Regions from separate parts of the Sus scrofa genome. Here region 2 is linked to region 1. A link is a contact called in public HiChIP or PLAC-seq data. All regions are on one chromosome and are shown on one strand. Each heading gives the region's core, a stretch centred on a gene start, on an enhancer-like site or on the middle of the called end of the contact. The rest is flanking DNA. Distances are from core to core; before and after follow the strand shown. Region 1 holds the start of NTN1 (netrin-1). Region 2 overlaps NTN1 (netrin-1).

Evidence for each region. HiChIP or PLAC-seq counts read pairs in DNA pulled down with a chosen protein or histone mark.
Region 2: an H3K27ac HiChIP or PLAC-seq map of skeletal muscle shows a contact between it and region 1, with 7 times the contacts expected there. The contact joins the enhancer-like site here to the promoter of NTN1 in region 1. A contact is called at or near these places in 1 of 5 promoter capture datasets (liver), 5 of 47 Hi-C or Micro-C datasets (epiblast stem cells, mesenteric adipose tissue, retroperitoneal adipose tissue and 1 more) and 1 of 2 datasets of contacts at active chromatin or transcription factors (skeletal muscle).

Annotation. Positions count from the first base shown.
Region 1 is chr12:54,086,946-54,093,648 of Sscrofa11.1, forward strand. It overlaps NTN1 (netrin-1), which reads left to right and starts at 2,522. Exons shown (of 8, transcript NM_001044548.1): 1 at 2,522-2,589.
Region 2 is chr12:54,230,075-54,236,777 of Sscrofa11.1, forward strand. NTN1 (netrin-1) reads left to right here. Exons shown (of 8, transcript NM_001044548.1): 4 at 5,943-6,092. Among named protein-coding and RNA genes, the nearest start is that of TRNAE-UUC, 77 kb to the left of the region's middle. Within about 2 kb of position 3,492, at least 14 of the 83 cell types and tissues checked have an H3K27ac peak or open chromatin away from gene starts, as enhancers often do. A contact at or near this core is called in liver, mesenteric adipose tissue, retroperitoneal adipose tissue and 1 more, where this site is marked.

The DNA.
Region 1 (6,703 bases), core at 1,272-3,771:
AAGGGACTTGACTTTGTCACAGGGGCAGCTAGTGAGAGGCAGGACTGGGATTTGAAACCTGGAGGCCTGGCTCTACAGTTGCTACTCTTAGCAACTGTGCTATAGCCTTGCTGTCCTGGGGGACCTTATCCCGAGAGCCAGACTAGTAAGGCCTGCAGCCATTTGGAGAATTTCCAAAAGAGAGGAAGAAGAGCAGAAAGTTCATACGTAAGTATTAGGACATGGTAAGATCCGGAAGAGTCTTGCCTTTGTATGCACCGTGGAAATCTTTGTGCCGAAGCGTGAAGAGGGTGCTTGATTCCTTGGGCGATTCAGAGGCCTTGAAATGGCTAATTCCCCAATTATCCTCTAAGCTTCACAAGAAGAGAGACACAGTTGGTATTTTTTCATATAATATCTGTATTGTGATACAACTCACATGCCATACGATCCATCCCCTTAAGCTGTACTACGCTTTTGGTAGAGTCACCGAGTTGTGTAATCCTGGCCCCAATCAATTTCTACCACCCTCAGAAGAAAGCCCACTCGCATTAGCATTCAGTCCGCATTGCCCCCAACCCCCGGCCCCAGCCCTAGGCCACCACACATCTATTTTCTGCCTCTACAGATTTGCGTTCCCTGGACATTTCATAATAAATGGCACCAGGAAATCTGTGACTGTCGGTGACTTTTTCACTGTCTTCTAGGTCCATCCACCTTGGAGCATGTATTAGTCTTCATTCCTCCTTCTGGCTGAATAACGTGGCTTTATATGGATAGACCCCATTGTATTGGTCTAGCCATCAGTTGATGGACATTTCGGTTGGTTCTACTTTTTGAGACTATCATGAATAACGCTCCTACGAACATTTGCGTGCATGTGTCTGTGTGGGCATATGTTTTCGTTTCTCTCGGGTACCTACCTAGGAGTGGAATTCCTGGATCACAGGTGACTGCACGTGTAACCTTTTGAGCAACGGCCAGGCTTTTCCAATTTGTTTCCATTCCCACCAGGCGTGCAGGAAGCCTCCAAGTTCTCCACAGCCTTGCCCACACTTGTTATTATCTGTCTTTTCTATATATCCGTCCTCGTTGGTATGAAATAGTGTGTTACCGTGGGGGGGGGGGTTGCTTTTTAGATTCCCAGACTGTTGGAGCCGGATGGGAGCACAGAGATCATGTAGCCGGCGTGTTCATTTTCCAGGAGAAGCAGAGAAGGGGACAAGAGAAGGGACGAACCCAAGGGCACAATTAGTAGAGGAGGCAACTCAAGCCAGATGGCCCCCAAAAGATGGAAAGGTCTGAATGAGGCTCTTCTCTAAAACCGAGGAGACATTTCTGCAACCATCAAAATCAGAACACGATGAATTAACAACGCCTAGTCACAAAGAGTCACTTCATGGCTCCTCTGAATCACGGATCACAGATCAACGTAAGCTCTTTCTGCCCATTTCCCTGGTTTTATGCTAACCACACCCCTGTCTGGCAGAGCCGGAAGGGTGGTGGATTCTCTGTCCTATGGGATCTAATGTCTAACTAGGGTCTGTGTAGGTTAATAGAGAGGCATTCTCGGCCGTACTCAAAAAGTGCCCTCTCTGCCCTTCCCCCAAGCGTTTCAGTTGTGTGAGAAATTAATTAAAATAAGGAACTCGGAATGAGGAAGACGTTTATATCAAAGACGTCTCAGTGAACACTGAAGACAGAAAAGCTGAGTTAAGCATTCACGCAGTTGGAAATCTCAACAAGCGTCAAAAAAATTTTTTTTGAACCAGAAGACACATACTGGAAAATTCGAACAATGGCCTGAAGCTAGAACCCTGGTTTACGCTCGCAAACGTGTGCCCTGCGGCGTGGGGAGCTGGGCAGAGGGTCCCCAGGTGCGGGCCGCGCGCCTCAACTCCCCCTCCGCAGCTTGGAGGAGGCGCCCGGGAGCGAGGGTTGCTCTCTGCGCGTCCCCGGCCGACTCCTGCAGCTCAGAGGGGTCCTCCCCTCGGGTCCTCTGAAAGTTTTGTTTCAGGAGGGTGACGGGTACATTTCCCTAGTTTTAAGTGGCGACACTTCTCTCTTTCATCCCTCCAGTCGTTTCAGCGGTGGCCGGGGGAGGCGTGTCACTCGCCATCTTGGATCAAGGGCGAGGGGACCAGTTTCGCGGGGACTTGAAGGCGCGTCCTGGGGTGATGAAAGTGGGGGCATAATCGCACGTCCTAGACAAGCCTTCTCAATCCTCGCCTCTTCCCCCTCCCCCACTCCAGCCTCCGGCCCAAGAGAGATTCCTCCATCCACTAAAGCTAGAGGGGTAGGATGGGTGCCTTTCTCGCGAGCATCCGCGGATCCCAAATTATACCCATCCTATCCTCCGGTGCTTCGGGCTCCACTTCGCTGGAGTGGGCGCGGCGGGGCGCCGAGTGGGAGCGAGTGGCTGGGTGCTGCCCCGCCGGGCGGGGAAGCAGGGTGGCCGCGGGGGTGCGGAGCCGCCAGGGCCCGGCCGGCCTGACACCACCTGGCGGAGTCTTGGGGAAGAGTCTTAAAGGCGCGCGCTCCCCGCGCCCGGCGCACTCCAGCGGGAGCCGCCGAGAGCTCGCCTCCCTCTCCCGCCCGGCACCTCGGGAGGTAAGTGCCGTCCGCCGAGCCGCAGTCGGGGCGCGGTGGGGCAGCCCCGGGCGGCCCCGCGCTCGGGAAGCTCGGGTCGGGGCCGCGGTAGCCCGGCGGAGCCCAAGTTATTGGAAGGCCTCGGAGGGCAGCTGGAGCGGCGAGCGCCCGGGCGGGGACGGCGGCGCTGCCGCGGGGCCAGGGCCGTCTGGGGGCGGCCGTCCCCCGCGGGGAAGCCGAGGAGGCACCGGCGCTCGGCGCACGCTCCGGACGCGGCCCCGCGCCCCGCGCCCTTGGCGCGCTCCGGCCGCGCCTCCGGCGAGCCTAGCCCGCGGGAGCCGCCACCCTTGCTCCGCGCGTTGCCGCCGGCCGGGGGCCCCCGGCAGCCCGCTTGCCCCGCGGTCGCGTCCGGTCACGCCGGCAGGTCGCGCTCGGCGGCCGGCCAAGCCCGCCCCAGCCGCGCCGCGCCCGCGCCCGCGCCCCGGGCCACCCCGCCCGGCCTCTCGGCGCTGCGCCCCTCGCCTTCCCCAGCTCCAGTCGCTCGCTATTTTCACACCTCCCAGTGCCCCGGCCCCGGCGCCTGATTCAGTGCTTAGTAATTAATTTGGCGTTTCAGAATGGTCAGCGGGCTGGATAATGGGCGCATTCATCCCCCGGGCTAATCTGAACAGAGGTGGGAAGAAAGGCTTTCACAGACAGAAAATGCCATTCGCTGAGTGCTCAAAGGGGCTGTCACTCCCAGAATAAATCGCCGCCGCGCCCGCCGGCTCCTCTGGCCATTTCCATACAGCCCGGCCCGCGCCGCGGACCCGCCGGCCTCGGCCGCGGCTCCCGGGAATCACTCACTCGACTGCCTTCGACGGGAAAGTCGGGCGAGAGCGAGACCCAGGCGGGGCCCGAGGGGAAACGGAGAAGCAGGGGGCTCGGGTTAAGGCCACAGGGGACAAAGAGCTTGATTAGAAAAGCAAATGCTAAACTAAGACGGAGGCGCAGCTAATTCCAGGCGCGGACCTTGGAGCTGGGCTGGGGGAACATCCGTCCCACATCCCGCGGTTCGCCAAAGAGGAGGATGCGCGGCCCAGAGCCGACCGCAGCAGCCCGAGGTCACACAGCAAGCGTCTGGATCTCCAAATTGTAAATGGAATCCAGGGCACAAGCACTGATCCTAGAGGCAAGGCTTGCCTGACCCTCGACCGAAAGTTTAATCCCGGGTTCACTGCGACATCAGCTCTTTGCCCGCGGGGCTGGGAAGGTGACACAGTGCCCTCCGCGGCCTCCAGCTCTTACTCCTGCGTGGACCCTGGGGTCTGCTCCTGGGGTATCATTTGAGTGGGTGACGGTGCTTTATCCTCTGACTTCGGGTCACTCCAAGGGATAGGCACAGGCTCTGAAAGCTGGGACCTCTCCCTGGTGGCGACACCTGCTCTCTGGGGAAGGGGGATCGTACGCTGCAGCCGCGGCCCCAACCGCGAGGACCGCACCCAGACAGCGCCCCCAGCCCGGCTCTGAAGCCGCGGGTTGGGCAGGGCCGGCTTGGCTCTCTCCCGGTGAAGCTCCAGGCCCTTGATTTTTCCTGCCTTGGGGGCTCACCGCGCGTACACCTGGCGGGGGCGGATTTGGCCCTGGGCCCTTCTGCCCGGTGGGCCCCTCCCCTCGGGGGAAAAAGAAGCAGCTCCGGTCCCAACGTCCACCCGCAACTGGGCGGAGGGGCTGGAAAGACAAGGGCGGAAGGAACTTCCGGAACGGCCGTCGGTGTCTCAGTGTGTGGGGGATCAAATCCAGCGCCCCTCCCTGGCCTCTGAGGGAAGCCACTCCTGAGTCTCAGTTTCTCTGTCTGCAAAGGAATGAGGGTGGAATGAGGTCTCGTTTGGCTCAAGCGTGGGGCTCTGGGTAAAAGAGCCACTGAGCGGCACCCCCCCCCCGACCCCCGCATCTCCCCAAGTCTTCACCCACACCTCTCCTCCCAGTATAAGGATTCTCTCCATTTTTTTTTTTCCTGGCACTGTTTCCACCCAGCCTTGCTGCATCTGGGTTCTGGTAGCCAGCTCTCCACACATTCTAAGAGCTGGGAGGGGCCTTTTGAAGAGTCTGAAGTCATTTTACCGGCAGTGATACTGAGCCCCGGAGTGGCCTGTGGTGTCATCCAGCCAGTTGGTCAGAGGACTGGAGCTGGAGAGGATTTCATGCAGAGAAGTGAAGCTCAAACCCTGAGTATCAACTCCTCCTGCGCCACCCGCTCCAACCCCCAGGCCTAGGGAGGGACCCAGAAATCTGCATTTTAAACAGGCCGCCCAAGGCCTTTCGGTTTGGGTGGGGTAGAAAGTATATTTAGGGCCACCAAGCTGAGCCGGAGCTGGGCTCTTTCCCCAGCAGCCCCTTCCCTCCCAGGCCACAAGCCTGGCTTGCTTTCGGTGACTCTCATTTGATGGGCAGAACAATCTGCCAGCTCCCACCCCTACTGGAGGCCCCTTGTCAGGGGTGGGGGGGAACACTTCTAGGAGATACCTCTGGATCCCCTGAATGTCAGCCTAAGAGGGAGCAGCTGATGGGAGAGCTGAGCACCCGCCAGATGAGAAGTGGCCTAAGTGCACTCCAGGCTGACTGGACGTTGCACCCCCAAACCTAGGGGCCTCCTGTTACCAACAGGCTTTCACAGCTGGACCTAACTCTGCACTGCAGGCCCCACACAGGCAGTACAAAGGTGCCCGGCGGCCCCCCTTAGCCCGGCGAACCCTGCCCAGCAGAGGCAGAGCAGTCTGCCCGAGGGGACCCATGCCAGCAATAACCCAGGTGCGCCCTGCGGCCCAGAAGGCTGGACACCTGCGCCCTCACTGGGCTGGGGCTCAGAGAAGAGGTGGGGGCGGCGCATGGGGAAGGCCTGGGGGAGCAGAGAAAGCCAAGGCAGGGGGAGCTGTTAGGAACAGAGGGGGGCGAGGGGAGGGGCTGCGTCCCTATTTCTGTAAGCCGTTTGTAGCTGTGGATTGTAAAACTGGGCAGGATTCTCTGGAGTAATTCATAGTGTTTGGACAAGACAAACATTGTTCTGCTTTAAACAAACCTCCAGAAAGGTCAGGCTGGTTCATCCCTTTGCTGTGAGTCGCTGAGACTATCCAGATGATGAGAAAATCAGATCCTCGCTGAGGGGGCCCAGGCAGGAGGCAGCTGCCTCTTGAGTCCTTGGATCCAGGGTGAGGGCACCCAGCCCAGGGAGGGTCCTTGGCTCCTGTCGAAAAGGGCTGGCTCTCACCCTGCAGCCAGGAGACGTGGGGTGTGTGTGTGTGTGTGTGTGTGTGTGTGTGTGTGTGTGTGTGTGTGAATGGTGCCAGGATCATCCGAGTTCTCGGGCAAGGCCCGCATGACCTGCAAGGTGTCTTCTTCATGTGGGTAAAGAGTTAATGGGAGTTCTTGCTGTGGCTCAGCGGTAATGAAGGAGGCAGCATCCCTGAGGACGTGGGTTCGATCCCTGGCCTCGCTCAGTGGGTTAAGGATCTGGCGTTGCTGTGGCTGTGGTGTAGGCCGGCAGCTGCAGTTCTGATTTGACCCCTAGCCTGGGAACCTCCATATACCGCTGGTGTGGCCAAAAAAAAAGCCCAGAAAGATGTTGCCCTCAGACCAGGGCCCCACAGTCTGCCTTCCCCTCCCCCTCCCCGTTGGGAAAGAGAAACTTCTCGCAATTTCCCTTCTGGCCTCCTCACCACCACCACGGCCTCAGCGAGCTCTCTGGCTGAGACTTACCCTCCCAGTTCCCAGGCTGGGCCTGGGAGCGAATCGGGGGTTCTGTAAGTGTGAGCTGCCACGATGACGGTGCTTATGGCTGCGGTGGTGACCATGGCTGTGACCGTGATGACGGCCGTGGCCGTAATTATGGCCACGATGACAACCGTGGCTGCTATCTGGGGACTTGGGTCTGGAGGGATCTACCTGACCCCAAACTGAAGTGGATCCTGGTGGGGTTTTTTGTTTTGGTTTTTGGTATTTTGGGGCTGCCCCGTGGCATATGGAGTTCCTGGGCCAGGGATCAGATCCAAGCCGCAGTTGCGACCTATGCCACAGCTGCAGCCGTGCCGGATCCTTTAACCCACTGTGCCAAGCCAGGGCTTGAACCTTCCGTCCTGGCCCTGCAGAGACACTGCCG
Region 2 (6,703 bases), core at 2,242-4,741, 140 kb after region 1:
CCGGGCGGGCGAGGAGGGGTTTCGCCCTAACCCAGCGCCTCAGGCAGAGGTGGGCCTTGGAGTCCCAGGGCCCCCTGCCTGGCTCTAGGCAGCTGCCACCTTCACCGACAGCAGCACCACAGCTTCAGGGCAGGGTGGTTTCTCTCCCTAACGCTCCCCTCTGGGCCTTGGAGGCCCAGTGGGTCCTGGAAGGGGTGTGTCTTCCAGACCTTGGCTGGGCAGGGCTGCCCCCAGCACCTGGGGTTTGGCCCTTTCTTGAAAGACCGGCACAGAAGGCTCCCAGCACAGGGCTGCCCATGGGCAGGGTCCCCAGAGAAGCAGTTGGTGCAGGCCTTGCCCCCGACCCCGCGCCAGCCTCCTGTTCAGCCTGGACCCCCAGCGCAGTCCCCGCTGAGGCCCCGTGGGCCACCTCTTGGAAACAGCCCTCAAGTCAATGCATCAGTGAGGACTGCTGTGGGGTACATGCTGGGGGACCCAAGTGGTCACAGAGGCTCTGACGACTGCTCCCTCTGCGTGTGTCTGTGTCCTCTTGTCTTAGGAGGACACCAGTCGTGTTGCTTGGGGCCCAGCCTGGTGGCTGCATTTTACCTTTATCTGCTCTTTAAAGAGCCTGCCTCCAGGTGCAGTCGCATCCTGAGACACTGGAGTCAGGACGTCAGCGTTTGAATTCCGGGAACACTCATTCAGAGCTTGAGGCCAGTGCTCCACGCCTGGCGTGGCCGCGGGAAGGACGTCTAAAGTGAGGCCCGGTGCCGTGGTGGCTCTCTCTTCTCTCCTGCGTGGGGCTGCTCCCCTCCCCTCCACAAGCAGGTGTCCTGGGGTCACTGCGTGGAGCCAGTCCCCACGGGAGCCCAGGATGGATCTCCACAGCTGTGGCGTGAGCTGCCGTGGAGAGAGGGCCAGCCCAGAGGGTGCACCGCCCCGACGGAGGCCACAGGCCTCCAGGGCAGCCTGTCAGAGGGAGCAGGAGGGGCTCGGGACAAGCCTCCGGGATTGGGGTGCCCTGCCTTCCAGGTCAGCTTTGTGGCGCCCTTCTCAGAGCTGACAAACCACATCTCAGAGAGGAGGTTCGGCCCAGTGCAGCGGGGAGTGGTGTCGGGCCCCTGGGTGTGGAGGGAAGGCCTGGCCGCAGGAGCGGTTTTCCGGTGCCCTGAGCCAGGACACTGTGCTGGACTGTGGCTGTGCGGGTGATGGCCCCAGGGGGCAGGCCGTGCTGCCTTGAATCCTTGGAGCCGTGTGGAAGCCAAGCCCTAGCCTGTTGAGCCGGAAGCGACTCTAGGGCAAGTATGGACTCTGTCCTTAGTGGGGAGCCGTCGGAGGCTCAGAGAGAGCGAGGCGCTGATCCAGGGTCGCACAGCATTAGTGGCAGGGCAGGGTCAGACCGGGATCTCCTGACGCCCATCTGAAACATCTGTGTGTCCTGAGCTGGCTGTTCCCGGCTGATGACCTGGAGCAAGGACAGTCTGGTTCTCCTCTGAGCTGGGAGGCCCTCCAGCCCGCGTGGTCGTGAGAAACCGAACCCTGCTGCCTTCTCAGGCCCCGGGCTTCCGCCTGCTCTCACCTTCCTCTTTGTGGAAAAACGAGTAGGTTGTGCCCCAGGCCCAGGTGCTGCCTGCTGCGTGCAGAGGGGTGACTTCCCAGGGACCGGCCTGACCTCTGCCCCAAGTGGCTGACTTCCAGGGAAACAGGAGTCACCCAGCAGCTTCCTGTGGCGGAAGATGTTCTGACCCAGACCTGGTTCTCGGCAGAGTCAGGGTGGCCCTGCGCTCCCCTGCCGGCTGTGGCGCTGTGTGTGCAGGAGCGTCTGTGGCATCTCCACGTGTCTGGGTGTCTCGGGGTGTGGGGCTACAGCAGGATCCCTTTGGCTTTCTCTCCCTAAGGACCAGGGCCGGCGTCTCCTTGGTAACCAGTGGGCAGCTCAGACCTGCTTCCTGTGACACAGCTGGCCAAGTCCCTTGTCCAAGGCATTCGAGGACCCACTGCAGGCTGTGGTCACCCGGCAGCGCTCCCCACACCTTGAAGCTCACCCTTCTTTGCACAGAGGGTGTAACTTAGGCTTTCCTTATTCATGGGCTTTGGGGAAGCGGCCTTCCTTTGGGACCACGTAGCTTGGAATTGAGAAGGAGCACAGTGAAAGTCTCTCTTGGGACCGCATTTGGCTGCACGTAACGGAGATTCCACCTGGCCTCGATGTCACTAGGGATGCGTGTATGTCTCCTGGCAGAACAAGAAGCCTGGGGGCAGTCCGGGGGGCGAGGGCCCTGGCGATGCACTCAGAAATCAGGCCTTTCCATCTCCCAGCGCTGCTCCCTCTGCCGGCAGTTCTGTTCAGTCCGTGGGCTCCTCTGTACGGTCATGCCAAGTTCATAGCTGGTGGGAGGACCAGAAGGGTGTTGGAGGAGGGTGTGGATGTGCCCGAGTGTTCCCAGGTGTCTGGGTGGCTGTGCTGCGCTGCAGGAGGGCTCCACCGTTGGGGGTGGTTCCACCCTTTGTGTCGTGGTCTGTGCACATGGGTCAGAAGAATTTTCCAGCGTGGCGAGGTGAAGAGAAAGAAGAGTTTGAGATATGAGATGGATGCTGCTAGCGCAGCAGGATGACTTCCTGATGATCTAGGGGAGCTGCTGCCCAACATGTAGTCATGTCTGTTTTTATAGCCCTGGGAGAGCAGCGGTCACATGATACACCTGCTGACCTGCTGATTGGTTGAGGGCAGAGGGGTCCTATGATACACTTGCTGGTTGGTTGGGGGCATATAAGGCCTCTAGAGAGGTGGGGTGAGGAGTGGGCCACATACCTTTCCTAGTCGGGGGCAGGAGGGAGTTGGCCAGGTGGCTCAAGGAAGGGGAGGGTATATTACAGTCAGATGGGTGGGGCCAGGATAAGGGTCTGGGAATTCTTGTCTTGGCCGGAGGCTTCGAGGTCTGTCTCCTTGAAGGGCCTTGAAGCCTACCTCCCTGGAGGTGCCCTAAGCAGCCTCCAGAGCCCCCGCCCTCTGGGACCCAGCCAGCTTCTCTTGGGGAGCAGTAATTTGCGTGGCAGCCCAGCCTCCTGTCTCTGGGAATCCAGGCAAAAGGGCCTGGCAGAATCTTGGGAGAAAGATTCGGAAGCCACACAGCAAAGCGCCCTCTCTTTTAATCAAAGGATGGGCCTAAGGGTGTGCCTGCTCCACAAAGTGGCACAGCTGCCCTGCATCAGTGAGGATGGCCCTCAGCTCTGCCCACCCCAGCTGGCAGCACGCCAGCCGCGCCATCGAGGGTCCACCTGCTTCCTGGGCCCGTGGGTGAGGGCGCTGCACACCCCTTCCCACCAGGCTCTGCTCTGGGCCAGCTCCGGCCTCGGCAAAGATGACCTGGACCTGGGGGTGAGTGGGCTCTGACCCTCCAGTGACCAGGCAACCTTCGGTGACCTCTGTCTGGCCAAGTCCAAGGCCCCGAAGTTACTGGCACACAGCTGCGTTCCGTCAGCGCGGCGGGGAGGGCGTCTTGGCATGGCTTTCCGGATTACTAGCAGGCCTGCGAAGCAGCCACGGGAGGTCAGCTGGCAGCAGCCTCGGCAGTCCATGGCCACCCGATGCCCACGCCCACGTCACGGGCTTGGGCACCTGGTCCCATGCTGGGCCCTCTGCTCTCATGAGGCCCGCTCAGAGATGCTCCTCGGGCTCCCTCTCCGTTCCCATCACAGACGGATCTGAGAGGCTGGAGGGGAAGGTCAGAGGTCACCTCCCCTCCTCCCATGATCATCCACAGCAGGCATCCGGGCTGGGGGGGGAAGAAGAGGAGGAAGAGGAAGAAAAAACCAAAAGGGAATGAACTTGAATTCATAGATTTAAGATGCGTTTCTAACAAAAGGACTCGCTGCTCCGTACAGGGGAGGGGTGGGACAGTGCCCTGTCCCCCCCAGGTCGCGTCCCCGGCCCTCCTCTAACCCGACACGGAATCCCCGTGGCCCCGACCCCCACTCCCAGGGCTTCCAGAAGCGCTCTCGTGTCCACAGCTTCACAAACCGTTCCTGACCTTCCTCTGCTTCCCGCCGCCGCCTCCCTCCTCCTTCCTCTGCCTCCTGCTCCTCCGCAGCCACTCCTGGGCCCGAGGCCGACCGGGTGGGAGCGGCTGGATCTTCCCCCAGAGCCTCGGGCCTCACGCTGAGCAGCTCCGCTGCGGGGAAGAGCTAATTTGGCTCTTTGGGGAGCTCCGCTCTCACTTATTCCCGTGGAGATTTTTTCCATTTGGGTTAGAAACAGAGCAGCTCTGGCACCAAGTGAAATTCCTGCAGGCTGTCCTCCTGCAGACAACTCCCTACCCTCTCCAGGATTCCCTGGGGAGGGCGCGGGGGGGCCCGGGGAGGTGGGGACAGGCCGAAGACTGGCCTCCTTCATCCTGCCTCCCCTTGGCTTCCCGCACTTTGGGTCCACTGCCTGCATCCAGGGTGGCAGGGGACTGTATCTGCAGGTACCGCAGATCTTGCTCAAGCATCGCGGAGTTAGGGGGTGTCTTAGTCCACTTGGGCTGCGCTAGCAAAACGACCAGAGGAGTGCCTGTTGTGGTCCAGTGGGTTAAGGACCCAGTGTTGTCTCTCTGAAGATGCAGGTCCTATCCCCGGCCTTGCTCAGGGGGTTAAGGATCTGGCCTTGCCGTGACTGAGGCATAGGCTGCAGCTGCAGCTCCAATTCGACTCCTCACCCGGGAACTTCCATATGCTGCAGGTGCAGTGGTCAAACAAAACCAAACAAAACCGAAAAACCCGCTGTGGGCTGGGTGACTTAGACAACAGCTACGTCTTGGTTTTGGAGGCCGGGAATCCAAGAGGAAGGTGCCTTCGGACTCAGCGTCTGCTGGAGGCTGCCTCCTGCTCCGCAGACTGTGGCCTCGCCGTGCGCTTGTAGAGAGATCCTTCTTAATTCCTCCTCCCATAAGGGCGCTAAGCCCACCGCGAGGGTCCCACCTCATGACCTCCGTCAAACTGAGTTACCCCCCAAGGGCTTCACCTCCTAATGTGGGGGGTGAGGGCTTCAGCGTATGAATTTGCAGAGGGGAGCGGGACAGCCATTTAGTCCGCTGTAGAGGGGATGTCCCCTCAAACTCCTCTGGTCATTTCATGGCTGGGATCGGGTCCTTGGAACACAGGGAGGGAGCCTCAGGGCACAGTGTGACAAGGGGGGGCAACCCCAGCGCTCTGGCCTGGTCTGAATTGGGAGGAGGGTTGTGGGATGCGCAGCCAAGGACCCGAGAATCAGGGCTTCGTGGCCCCTCGCAGCTTGGGCCACCCCTTTCTGCGAGGCCCTGGAGCCACTCTTTGCATCTGGAGTTCAGCGATCCCCGTGACGCTTCCTAGTGCTGCACCTGCTGCGTTTCGTGTTCCGAAGCCTGAGTCTCAGACTGCTGGCTGCACGTCACCGTGGGTGGACAGAGCAGAGTGGGGATGGCAGTCTAGGAGGGGTGTCACACCTCCCTGCTGACTCCCTCTGACCTGGCAACCCTCAGTGCTCCATCAGGCCCCTCCCCCCGGGGTGGGGAGGACCAAAGCCTGGGGGCCAGAAGCTGGCTGGGGGCAGAGGGGGCAGAGGGCACGCACCAGCCGGTCCAGGGCAGGGGTACCCCCAGTTCCGCCTCCTGCACGCGCTATAACCCCACAGCGTGTGTTGGCCTTCTTCCCAGGGTTCCATAAGGGCCTCTGGACATTCCTGCTGCCCATACACTCCTTTCAAGGCCGTCAGTTCTCATTCTCTTCCTCCGCTTTCAGGTAGGCAGGTGGTCCATCATCAGAGCTTCTGGAACGTGCGGGCTTGCCAGCCCCAGCCTCGCTCTTCCGCTGGGCTGGGGTCCAGGGCACTGTTGGCTGGGGAGGGCCCCCCCAGGGGTGCGTGTGTGTGTGCGTGTGCGTGTGTGTGTGTGTGTGTTCTGGCCACTGCTGCCCTCTGACCCCATGTTGTGTGTTCTCTGCAGCCTGTGATTGTCACCCGGTGGGCGCCGCTGGCAAGACCTGCAACCAGACCACGGGCCAGTGTCCCTGCAAGGACGGCGTGACCGGCGTCACCTGCAACCGCTGCGCCAAGGGCTACCAGCAGAGCCGCTCCCCCATCGCCCCCTGCATAAGTACGCGGGAGCCGCCTTCTGGAGGCGGGGCTTGGGCGGGGGGCGGGGCTTTCCGGAGGCTGGTCTCCCCGCCCCCATCCAGTGGGGGTAGTGCTGATTCCCGTGGATCTCTGCGCTCAGAGGGGCCCCATGAGACCTCCCCAAGCCCATCTGTGTCTCTCTGTTCTGACAAAGACGAAATTTCCTGTTCCCCCAAGGGAATCAGGCTCCTCCCCTTTCCCCGGGTCCTGCTCCCATATTCCACCTTGACCCTGGGCCTGCAGGGAGTGGGGGACCTGAACCAGGGGCGGCCACTACTGCTGCTGCGGGCATGCCAGGAGCCCCTGCCTCTGGCAGACTCGGAACAGAAAGGACGGAGTCCACAAGGCCTTGGAGAGAAGCCCGGCAGGGCTCCCATGCAGGCCCCCACCCTTAGGAAGGATGGCAGCCTCCCCGAGGTCCTAGAGGCCCTGGCAGGCCAGCTGTCAGCCCCTGAGATGCCAGAACCTGGGGAGGGGGATGAGCAAGGTGGCAGGGGCCACTCAGGGGCTTTGCGGTAAGAGTTGTAACATCTCACAACTGGTAGGATCGCTCAGGTGTTCCAGGTGGAGGGGCTGCCCTGGGTGGAAGTC